Linked DNA regions of Sus scrofa: region 1 is linked to region 2. A link is a contact called in public Hi-C data. All regions are on one chromosome and are shown on one strand. The core of a region is the stretch at or near the end of the contact, and the rest is flanking DNA. Distances in the headings are between cores, read along the strand shown. Region 1 holds the start of TPGS1 (tubulin polyglutamylase complex subunit 1). Region 2 holds the start of RNF126 (E3 ubiquitin-protein ligase RNF126).

What was found. A called contact is a pair of places that touch in the nucleus more often than the background predicts.
Region 1: a contact with region 2 is called in a Hi-C map of liver, with 6 times the contacts expected there. The contact joins the promoter of TPGS1 here to the promoter of RNF126 in region 2. A contact is called at or near these places in 4 of 47 Hi-C or Micro-C datasets (embryonic fibroblasts, heart right ventricle, liver and 1 more) and 1 of 2 datasets of contacts at active chromatin or transcription factors (alveolar macrophages).

The regions. Positions count from the first base shown.
Region 1 is chr2:77,782,115-77,788,293 of Sscrofa11.1, forward strand. It overlaps TPGS1 (tubulin polyglutamylase complex subunit 1), which reads right to left and starts at 1,320. Exons shown (of 2, transcript XM_021084307.1): 1 at 937-1,320. The coding sequence starts at 1,310. MADCAM1 (mucosal vascular addressin cell adhesion molecule 1) reads right to left here. Exons shown (of 5, transcript NM_001037998.1): 3 at 5,647-5,970; 4 at 4,260-4,664; 5 at 2,496-2,849. The coding sequence ends at 2,740.
Region 2 is chr2:77,670,380-77,676,293 of Sscrofa11.1, forward strand. RNF126 (E3 ubiquitin-protein ligase RNF126) reads left to right here and starts at 2,923. Exons shown (of 9, transcript XM_021084297.1): 1 at 2,923-3,103. The coding sequence starts at 3,029.

The DNA of each region.
Region 1 (6,179 bases), core at 70-2,569, 110 kb after region 2:
GAGCTCTGGACGCTCACCAGCTTGCTCCCTGCCAGGTCCCTATCTCTGGCCACCCCCTTTTCTGGCTGTCACCTTGGACACTCCCCCCTTCCCCCTGTGGCACAGACAGGCACTCTGCATGGGTGCCTGCTCTCCATACCCCTCCCCACACCCAGGCTTCCTCCAAGCCTCTCTGTGCTCCCCTTCTTAGGAGCTGCCTCCAGATAGGGGGGCTGGGGGATTAGGCTGAAACTCTCCCCTGCCTGGCTTCCTCCCCTTCCTGAGTTCTCTGAGAGCACCTTCTTATAACGTGATCCCCATGTGAATGCTCGCCTCAGGCTCTGCTTCTGGGGAACCCCCAATCTAAGTCCCAGCCCACCTACATCCAGCAGCAACCTTGTCTGGTTGATGCTGGTTCTCTCCATCCACGTGGTATGGCTCACACATTCAACGGGTGTTTCTCAATCCCCTTCTATGGGCTCAGAGCTGGGGGTGGGGGTGGGCGGCAGGCACCATCCCCTCCACACCGCCATGCGAAAGTTCCACGGCCTTCCCTTCCCCTGTGGACCCCCACACTGCAGCCCTACAGCCTCCAGGCCAGTGCGCCTGCTGGCCTTTCCCTGTGCGTCATGCAGGCCCCTTCCCGGACACCCCTCCTGCCCGCAGGAGGCCTTGCCCTAGGGCTGCAAAGGGAAGCTCAGCACCTGCAAAAAGGCATCACAAAAGACAAAGTCGACCAGAGCTCGCAGCACTGGCCCTCATCTCGGTGGCCGAGCCGGGAACCTCCAGCTGACAGCAGTGCGCGCCCACCCCGCGCCAGGGGCAACGGACCACAGTTCCCAGCAAGCCCCACGCTATATCGCCGGCGCCGAGGCGGGGAGCGAGCAGCACGGAGCACGCTGGGAGTTGAGGTCCGGCCGCATCCCCTACCCGCCCGGGCCCGGCCCAGCCCCGCACCTCTGGGAGTGGTGAGCCAGGCGAAGATGCCATAGCGCGCGGCCCAGGCGCTGCTGCTGCAGCAGGAGCTGGCCCGGGGGCTCCCCGGCGCCGCCGTTTGCAGGCGAGCGCAGGCCCATGTTCTCGAAATAGTGTGCAAGGAAGGCAATGGGCTCCTCGGGTCGCGCCTCCAGCACCTTCAGCAGGGCCGCGCGCAGCATCTCCGTCACGCCGACCTGCCGCAGAAAGTCCTCCTCACTCTCGGCCGTCACAGCTGCTCGGGAGACCCCTGGCCGGCCGCTGTCCGTGATACTGGCCGCCTGGGTCATCGCCGGCCGCCGCTTCTCCACTGCCGCCATCTTCGCTGAGGGCGACAGGGCCGGAAGCGCCGCCATATTTCACAGTACGCTAGCGACTCGGGCCGGCCATCTTGGTTAAGGGCAGAGAGCACCCGGATCCCGCTGGGATACTGGGAAATCACCACCGCAGGCCACTCTTTCTCCTAGGTTCTAACTGGCATTCTCTCTCAGGTTTCCTCTTTACGTGTGCTGGCTGGTTTTCCTGGCTTGGGCCAGGAACTTAAATTTTGCCAGACTCCAAAATGGATCCCTAGGAAGGGCTTGGTTTCTGGTGTGAAGCTGGATTGCTTGCCATCTTGGTAGTGGGCGAGCCCTTCATTAGCACGGTGCCCTGGCAACCGGTCTCCTTGGTTACCAAAGACGCCCTGCTGAGCATAGGCGGTATGGCTCCACCCCACCTCCAGGACTAAGTAATGTCCCCCTCCCTTTTCTGATTTTCAACTCAGCGTTTGTGCTCAGCCTAATTCAGTCTACGTCTGACTGTGTAGCACTTCGTGGGGAAAAGCTCCCTCTATGCACCAGACTGTGTTCGGGGTCCACTCTGCGCTCCCTCTGCCCTTAGTCCCCGGTACGCGCCTGCTGAGTGAGTGGAGTACTCACGGTTCCCAATTATTCGCCCCTGGCTATTACCTTTCCTTCCCACCAGAGGGATCTTTGTCGCCTGCATCCTCTATAACTCTCAACTCTCTCAGAGCGCCCAGTTATAGCAGGCTGAAGTCCCTGGCATCTACAGTCCTGCCAATCTCATATCCAGCCCCTCTGTCTTGCCTTTCCCGCCACCTTAGCCCACAGCCATTCGCAAAGAGATGCTATTTCCCTTAACAAGTCACCTCTGTCTGTCTTTGCCCATGCCATCCCCAACAAATCTCCGCTGCTGCTGCTTTTTTTTTTTTTGGCCACACGGAAATTCCCAGTTCAGGAATCAAACCTGTGCCACAGTGGTGACAACACAGGGTCTTTAACCCGCTGAGCCACCAGGGCACTCTCTCTTCTCCGCTTCTTTTGAGGACTCCTAATTATTCTTTTAGCGTCAGTGTCCCGTTTCCCCCCCAGGGAAGGGCAGCAGGCAGGCAGAGTGCACACCTCTCCCCGAGCCCTGGCCAGGTGGGGCTGGGGTGTCTGTCCTTCCTTGTCTCTCTGGGGAGTCACCCAGAGCAGAGGATGCCTGGAGCTGTGTAGAGGATTCCAATGTCTGTTCTACCACAGGAACCACTGCCAAAGTTAGGCCAGATGCTCTTTATTCTCCAGCTCTGCACTGTTGGGGTGGCTCCCCAGGGGCCTCACTGAGGGGAAGCCCAGCCAGCTGGGAAGCCTGGATGTGCTGCCATCAAGGTAAAGGGTGCATGGTCAGCCCCTCTGCTGTCCATAACCCTGTCAATGTCCTCTCGTTGCAACTGAGTGGAAAGAGTCCTCCTCTTTGTGGTCCAGGTGGCGCCGGAGGCCCAGAGGAGCGTAGGCCTGGTCATCAGCTGGTGGGCCGGCAGCGTTTCCACAGGCGGTAGATGAGGAACACCAGGAGAAGCAGCCCCAGCACCAAGCTACCCGTCCATAGGGCTGCAGATGCTGGCAGGGAGCCTGGGGCAAGATACAAAGGGAGCCCTTACACCCCTGCAGGTTTGGGGAGCAGCTTAGCAGAGTCTGCTAAGGGCTCCCACATTCACCGAGTCCCCTAACATTTTACAAAGGACTTCACCATTTAGAATGTCTTTAGAAATGTACAAAAATCGCTGGACTATCCAAAGGCCCTTATTTTATTTTATTTTAATTTTTAGGGCCACAGCCACAGCATATGGAAGTTCCTAGGCTAGGGGTCGAATTAGAGTAGCAGCTGCCAACCTACGCCACAGCCACAGTAATTCCAGATTCAAGTTGCATCTGCAACCTGCGATGTAGCTCATGGCAACGCCAGATCCTTTACCCACTGAGTGGGGCTAGGGATTGAACATGCATCATCACAGATATCATCTGGCTTCATTACTGCTGAGCCACAACAGGAACTTCCAAAGACCTTTGGAGTGAAACTTTTTTTTTTTTGGTCTTTTCTAGGGCTGCACCTGTGGCATATGGAGGTTCCCAGGCTAGGGATCTAATTGGAGCTGTAGCCGCCGGCCTATGCCAGAGCCACAGCAATGCAGGATATGAGCCGCATCTGTGACCTACACCACAGCTCATGGCAATGCCAGATCCTTAACTCACTGAGCGAGGCCGGGGATCAAACCTGCAACCTCATGGTTCCTAGTCAGATTCATTAACCACTGCCCCACGACGGGAACTCCCTAGAGTAAACCTTTTGAAAAGTTCATAGGACCTTATAGTGAGAAGTAGGCTGTCCAGTGAGGGGCTACTTGTGAGGACTGCATTTAAAGCGTGGCCATTCTGAATGGACAGCACTGTTCATGTAAAATGCACATCATATTTTGAAGACTTAGTTTGAAAAAAAAAAACTGATTCATGCTTTGTTGTAGGTTACATGTTGAGAAGATAATATTTGAGATATACTAGATTTGATGCAATATATTATCAGACTTTTTTTTTTTGGCCACATTCACGGCAAGCAGAAATCCCCCAGGCCAGAGATCAAACCTGTGCCACTGCTGTAACCAGAGCCAGAGCAGTGACAATGCCAGATCCTTAACCCACTTAGCCACAAGGGAGCTCCTTATCAGACTTTTTCCATTTTTTTTTTTTTTTTCCTGAATGTGGCTACTAGAAAAGCTGAAATTACCGAAGTGGTCATATTTTATTTTATTCCACAGGCTGTTGCAGTCCATAGAGGTCAGAATTTACAAACTACTGTGACATCTATATGGTCCCAGAAACTTAACAGTTATCGCCATGCAGGCAGCTATGACTTAACAGTGTTAGGGAAGCATGGCAGACAGCTGGGGACATAGGCTGGCAGGGTGCCTCCCGGTTTAAAATCCAGACACGAGGTTTCCCTGCCTCCCAGCCTCCCCCAGTGCCCACCCCAGCCCCCAGACTCACAGATTTCTGGGACCAGGTACAGGTTGGCCATCTGGCCCCCTGGGTCCAGGCGACACTGGAACCAGCCCTCAGGGTGGCACTCAGTCCACAGCGTGCTCCCGCTGGTAAGCCAAGCCTGGGCCCCGGCCTCCCTTGTCTTGTAGGCTGCCAGCCCACCGGGAGCCTGGGTCCAGTGCACGGCCACACCTGGGCCGCAGGCCGCCTCACACAGCAACTCCAGAGTTCCCAGTGCTGACACCTGGTGGATTTCTGGGTGGCAGGGCCTGGTGGAGCTGTTCCCTGGCTCGGGGTCGGGACTTCTGGGGCTGTGGGTGGAGGTCTGTTCTGGGGTCTCAGGGGAGGTTGTGATGGGGGACTCCAAGGAGGTTGTGACACAGGGCTCCGGGGAGGTCAGGCCCTGCAGGACTGGAAACAGGGGAGCATTTGTTCTCCCTGCTGCCTAGGTGCCTCCCCTGCCTCAGCCTCTCCATCTGGACCATGTGGTTGGGCCAAGACTGCTCCCAGCCCCATCTTGGGCCACTTGGGTGAATCTCAGGGTGCCCCAGTGAATAGGGAAGGGGTGAAGGTCCATTGCTGCCCATTCCCCTCAGCAGGCATCTAAATCTCTGTGTGTCACTTTCCTCAACTGTAAAGGAGCATGGCAGGCAACATGTGCTCAGAGAGCAGGGCCTTAGAGTACTAGACTTTACTATGATGGAGCTGAGGGGTGGGGAAAGGGAAGGGGATGGCTCCACATCCATGAATGAGAGTGACACATTCCTCTCTTGATGAAACAACAGCAGGGAAGACAGATAATGGAAAAAAAATCCAACACATATGGGATGTTGATAAAAGGTGTCAACAAACCCTCTGTAGAAGAGAAAGGGCCTGTGGGGGGGGCTTGACCCCTAGGACAGGGAGGTCAGGGCAAGGCTCATTGGGAAGGTGACCTGAGAGGGGTGGAGGGCAGAGCAATGCAAAGGCCCTGGGGGTGTGTGTGTTGGAGGAGCAGCAGAATGAGTGGGGGGTAAAGAGGGAGGAGGTGAGGACAGGGAGAGGGGCACGAGGTGGGCTATGCAGGGGCCCATGGGCATACTCAGAGGAAGGTGGGAGCCCCGGAGGGCTCTGAGCAGAGGAGGGGCAGAACCTCACGAGCCTAGTAGAGGGCAGTGCTCAGCAAACATGTGGAAGGAAGGAGTGAGAAGTAGCACTCTGGCTGCCACCGGGGGACAGACTAAGATCCAGTGCAGTTTTCCCACCTGCTATGGGGCTGTGACCAGTCCAGATGGGAGCATAGCAAGCAAGGGCGGAAGCAGGATTCCAGAAGCACCCTGGGCACTGCTCATCCAGGCTCACAGGAGCTGGGGGGTGTGACCTCACCCACTTCCTGGGCGACCCCCAGACTCACCTGGAATGGACTGGCGGTGGCTCCGATTCAAGCCCGGCAGGCTCATGGTCACCTGGCAGTGGAGGGTGGGTGGGGCAGGGATTCCCAAGGGAGGCAGCAACCAGCGTTCTGTCACTTGGAACAGTGGGTCCTCATCCTCCTGGGGCTCCTCCATCACATCCCTGTCCAGGGTCTGCACCCCCTCAAGTTCCTGATCCCCCAGGAGCAGGGACATGGAGAAGACATCAGGGCGAGCAGGGCTGACATTGTGGGCTGTGCAGGCTACCTCTCGGTCCCGCCCAGGCACCAGGGACTCTGGTGACACAGTCAGCTGGTCAGGGAAGGCTGTGGAGGGAGAGGTGGGCTAAGCCCTGAGGGCTGGGCCTTGAGGAGGGGGCACTGGGGTGAGTGTGGGCTGCTGGTGCACAGAGACAGGGAAGACCCAGCGCCACACCCTGTGTGGTTAAAAGCACTGGAGTGGAGTCAAGGGCAGAAAGGGCAGGTATGGAAGGCTTGGGGTGAAGTTTGGGTGGTGGGGAGAGGGGATCTAGGGA
Region 2 (5,914 bases), core at 1,673-4,172:
GACAGAAGTCAAAATACTAAATATGGGAGTTCCCGTCATGGCTCAGCAGTTAACAAACCCTACTGGTATCCATGAGGATGCGGGTTCAATCCCTGGCCTCGCTTAGTGGGTTAAGGAGCCAGCATTGCTGTGAGCTGTGGTGTATGTTGCAGGCACAGCTTGGATCCCGAATTACTGAATTCCAAAGGATTTGTTTCTGGTTTTGTTTTTGGCTGCCTCTGTGGCATATGGAAGTTCCCCAGCCAGCAGGGATCAAACCCACACCACAGCAGCGACAATGCCAGATCCTTAACCTGCTGAGCCACCAGGGAACTTATCACTAACTGTTCTTTATTCAAGACTCTTTTGAGCACCTATATATGCTGGGTACTGGCTTCACCTATTAGGAGATGCCATTGAGAACTCCTGGGTCTGGGGACAGCTGTGGGGTGAAGGGAAGAGGACACTGGGCAGCTGGGTGCAGAAGAGGATGGGGGCTCCCCAGGAAGGGGTCGGAGCAGCCTCTTGAGAAGCAGGGAAAGAGAAGGAACAGTCAGAATGGCACCCCCAGATTTCCCTATTGGCCTAGCAGTTAAGGACTCAGTGTTGTCATTGCTGTGGAACCGTTTGATCTCTGGCCTGGGGAACTTTCACATGATGCAAGTGTGGCCAAAAAAAGAAAGAAAAGCAAGGTACTTCCATACTCTTAGCATAGGGCATGACCAGGCAAAGGCCCTGAGGTGGGATCCAGTTCAGACCACTTTTGAGGGCCAATGAGACTGGGTTGGGGAGGGTAGGAAAGGAGCAGATGAACTCAGGGCAGCAGCAGGGCCCAGTGAGGAAGTGCCTTGGGTACCCACAGGTGCCCCAAGCCTAATCCAGTCTCAAAACTCTGAGAGGTAGTTTCTGTCATCTGCCCAGAGAGGTTAAGTGAATTACCCAGAGCCACACAGCCAGTGTGACTTGGTGGGATTTGAATGCATGCTTGCTGACTCCAAGGTCTCTTGGGCAGTACCTCATAAACTTATTCACAATAAATGTCTCTGTTGTGAGACAAGCCAGGGGTTAGGCATTAGAGGCCTGAAGCAAACAGCTCCTCCTGGGATCTGGGATGGGGGTGTGGTGTGCCTGGATTCCCAGCAATGGGGTGGGGGGCGCTCTCTGGTGGTCAGAGCAGGAATGGCTTGGAATCACACCCCAGCCTTGAAGGATACAAGATGGTGGCTGGCATTCAAGTCCTTGTTCCTAGCTTCTTGATATTCAAGATATTTTATGCACGGGCTCCAATTTTTAATTTCTTGACACTCTGGCTCCAGTGCTCCCTTCAGCAAGAAGCCCAATTCCAACGAACTCCTATTCATTCCCCAAAGCTCTGGCTCCAGTGTCCCTTCTCTTAGGAAGTCCTGTCTGTCTCCGGAGGCAGAACCAAAACCACCTTAGGGACTCATCCTCTGGCTCAACTTCATAGAGCTGGGGTGTCTGTAACCAGTTCTGTCTCCTCCAGCCATAGAGTATTTCAGAAAACCATTTTCATTGCCTGTTGAGCCTGTCATTTCCCCTGATGTGTCACCTAGCAAAGGGTCTGGCATACAACAGGAGCTCAATGAATATTTGTTGAGTGGATAAAGAAATAAATGTAAGGGCGTTCCCGTTGTGGCCAAGCAGTAACAAACCCAACTAGGATCCATGAAGACACAGGTGCTATCCCTGGCCTCACCCAGTGGGTTAAGGATCCATTGTTGCCATGAGGCTGGCAGCTACAGCTCTGATTTGATCCCTGGCCTGGGATCTTCCGTATGTCACAGGTGCTGTCCTAAAATGACAAAAATAAAATAAAGTAAAATAAATGATTGGTCTGGAACTAACCTCAGCAATGATCTTGGCCTGCTGATTAATTTGGGGGTTGGGGTTAGGTTTTCTGTCCTCTGCTCACCCCAAGGTGCATCATGGGAACAAGGCCACACCTGGAAGGCCTCAAATTTTCTTTCTTTCTTTTTTTTTTTTTGTCTTTTTTGTTGTTGTTGCTATTTCTTGGGCCGCTCCCGCGGCATATGGAGGTTCCCAGGCTAGGGGTTTTATCGGAGCTGTAGCCGCCGGCCTATGCCAGAGCCACAGCAACGCAGGATCCGAGCCGCGTCTGCAACCTACACCACAGCTCACGGCAACGCCGGATCGTTAACCCACTGAGCAAGGGCAGGGACCGAACCCGCAACCTCATGGTTCCTAGTCGGATTCGTTAACCACTGCGCCACAACGGGAACTCCACCTCAAATTTTCTTATCCCAGGCATCACCCTGAGGCACGGGAGGCCAGGCCTCCTTGATCCAGGATTGGGCCTCCTGTCTCCATTCATTCAACAAGTGTTCATGGAATGCATGTGTGCATGAGTTTAGCTCGGAAGAAGATACAAAATCGCTTCTGTTGTGGACATGTCCCTACAGTTTATCAGGTGGAAACAAGTGCCATTGCAGAGGGCGCCTCAACAGGTGAGACATATAAGCAAAGACTTGAAATGTCTGGGGAACGGTGCACCAAGCATGGGCACAGCCAGTGCACAGGCCTGGAGGTAAGAACGCGCTGGAGCGTCCCAGGAGCAGTGAGGACAGAGAGGTGAGAGAATGGTGAAGCAAGTAATAAAGGAAGTTGGGGCTTTGCAGGTTTGTAGATGAGTTGCTCAGGCCTGCCCAGCTCAGGCCCCGCCCCCGCACTCCCTGTAGCCCCGCCCCCCGGACCCGACCCGCCCCCAGCACCCCGTTCCAGGTTGCCTAGGCGACTCGGCTCTTCCCCATGCAGACTCCACCCCTCGGCCTCCTCCCGCAGCCTGGCCCCACCCTGGCCTGGAGCCCGCTCCTAGTTTGCCCCTCGGCGGCCACCGTCGCGCAGGCAGCTGCCTGCACCTCTTCTGCCACCCCCTCCTAGCCTCACGCCGTGCGTGCCGTGCGTGCCATGCGTGAGCGTGCGCGGGCGCGTCGGCCGGCGAGGGAGCAGCAAACGGCCGGCGGCGGGCGCCGCGCGGGGGGCGGGCGGCGCGGAGGAGGCGGAGGTGGCCATGGCCGAGGCGTCGCCGCAACCCGGACGGTACTTCTGCCACTGCTGCTCGGTCGAGATCGTGCCGCGCTTGCCGGTGAGGCCCAGGCCTTGCGGGTGGGGGCCTCTGCCTCGGACTGAGGCGAGCTGGCCGGGACGGGGAAACTGAGGGCCCGGAAGCGGCCTGCCCTGGTGGCGCAGCGGGGTCGGCGGCCAAGGGAGCGGGAGCCCATCCCGAGTGGGGTCGGCGCCGCGGGCGCCTCGTGGGAGGGAGTCAGCGCTCTCCGGGGCCTGACGGCGGCCGGAGCCTGTGTTCTTACGTTTCCCGGGGGCTGGGAGTCTCGTCCGATGGGTCTTCCGCCCTCGTCCAGGTGGAGGCCGCTGGAGGGCTGCTTGTGAAAGGCTCCGTTTCCGGGCCCCTCAGCCCGGAAGTTCCGGGATGGGAGCAGTGTTCCCTCCCGGCCGACCCTCCCTCACTTTCACGACTAGAAAACCGAAGGTACCGCGCTTCATGCCGGCTCTGTTCCTGACATTTGCTACTGGGCCAGCTCCCAGGGAGCAGGGAGAGGGAGGTGTGGGTGACCGAGAGGAGGAACTGCAGGTGGCGAGGCCCTATTGAGCACCTACTCTCCGTGGTCACCTGGCTAATTCCAGGGCCAGACTTATACCTGCCTTCCCAGCGGTGGAGTCGCCGGGGGAAGCCGGGAGGAGTCGGTGGGCAGTATCCCAAACACAGAGAAGGAAAGTGAGCTGGAGTCAGGGTTTGGAGTGGAGAGGGGTGCCTAGGCCCAGGCGGAGAGAAAGGGTAGGGATGGTTTGGCTTCCAGAGGCAAGGGGTTTGGGCGGGGGAAAATAAATTGAAATCCCGGGTGCGTGAGCGACTTGGGGAGCTGGGGGACTTGCCCTCTTCCCTGACTCCAGCCTCCCGGAAGTCCTGCTTCTGCCTCTTCCGGCTTCCTGTGCACCCCAGCTCTGGGACTGGTCTTGCTCAACTGCAGTAGGAAGGGGCAGGTCCTGGTACAGCCCACTAGCCTGGATTAGTTGCATGCAGCTCCTTGCAGCTGGTGTGAGCCCCAGGACAAGCCCTGGGTCTCAGGATCACTCCAGAGCATTAGGAAACTGGGGCTGAGCAGTCTAAGTGGCTAGTTGTTCTGGCCTCCCTTCTCAGGGCCAGCACAGGGCTTGGGTCTTGCACTGGAATGGCCACTTGGTGGACCTGAAGGACCCTGACCTTTTGGCTGTCGCTGGGTTGGTTCAGATCTTCCTGGCCACAGGATCTAGTGGTGACAAGCTAGCTTTGGCCTTTGCTCTCAGAGTTTATAGGAAGTCAGTATTAAAGAGTGACTGGCAAATATTTAGTCTGGAATGTTGGTAAATTCTGGAAGAGCACATAATGGCGGGGAGGAGACCTGCTTGTGTGTTTGGGGTGGGACTTGACAAGGCCTGGTAGGCAGGTGACTTCAGTAAGGGGCACACCTGGTGTTTTCGGGGATGGAAAGGTTGGCTCTTCACCTGGAGACAGTGGAAGGTCCCAGCCAGCACTGGCACCCCTGCACGGGGACCTCTTTTCTTGGGAAGCTAGCCCCAAGGCTGGCTCAATATCTGCTGTCTGGGCTGATTTCCTACTTGTGACTGAAAGGAAGGGGTAGTTGCTGTCGCAGCACACCCATCAGGCACCCTGGCTGCGTATGGGTCCTTTTCCCAGCAACTCACGACCCTGAGCCTCAGTCTCCTTGCCTATTAGATGGGTAGATGAGGCAATCCCTGTGCTCCATGGGAGTGTGTGTGTGCTGAGGAGCCTGGGATGCCGGCCTGGAGCGGGCATGTGGGGGCAGGAACCAGACGGGCCAGCTGAGTGGATACCTCTGCAGTGGGGGCACAGGCCCAGACTAGATCTCTCCCAGGAAATGAGGGTGCTGTGCACATGGTAGATATGGAGTGTCCGCAGGCAGGGCATGTTGGCAGGCCCAGGGCTTTCTCAGAGGCCAGGCCCCAGTAAGCACAGGTTCCGTCAGGTGGGCTGACCAGGTGGCAGTCATGGGTCTGCCCACCGCCTTGGGTGGCCTTGTTTAGACCTGTTGTTCCTGTTGATGGTACCTGCCTCTCTTTCCTGGGTGTGGTTGAATGGGGATGGGGACGGGACCTAGCAGCTGCCTCAGAGGGCTGTTGGAGTGAAGAGAGAAGGCCTGAGTGTGCTTCCAGCCTTGCCCTGCCCACACCTCATCCTCCCCGCTGAGAGTACCCAGGCCCAGCTGGGCCACCTGATCTCCCTGCAAGTGAAGCCCTGTCCCTTCTTAGGATGTCTATTCCCCAGTTGTCACTACTGGGGGCCAAGGAGACTCAGTGTGGCATTGGCTCAGGCAGCTTTCTGGGAGCCCAGAGCCTGAAGTTGAGAGCCGGCGCAAGGGACACCGAGGGCCGTTGCACTGCTTGCTCTGCAGCTCTGCACTTGGTGGCTGCTCCAAAGATGGCTGGGGCAGCCGGGGGTGGAAGTGGGACAACCCTAGAGAGGTGTTTGGATGAGGGGTGCTGGGGAGCCCACAGCCTGGGCTCCCAGTGGCTGTGCCCCTGAGCCTCATGGTGCTTTTGCAGTCTGAGGTGAGGTGTAGCCCTGGCATGGCGGGCACACATGTTGTGTTGATGGGAGACAGGGTCCCAGGGATGGACACTTTGCTGGCGCACAGCAGGCCCCAAGTGCCACAGGGTCCCCAGCTCTGTACCCTGGCACTCAGTAGTGTGCCTAGGGGTTTTTGACACTTGGGGAACAGAAGGGAAATGACTGTGGGGTGTGGGGAAGCTGCTAAGACCCAGAAGAATGCTATGGGGTGGGTGACAGCACTGGGGCCAGGGCAGCTTTCCCAGGGGGTCTGGACAGGTCCCTGGGCCCGGTGACATCTGAGGAGGTGTG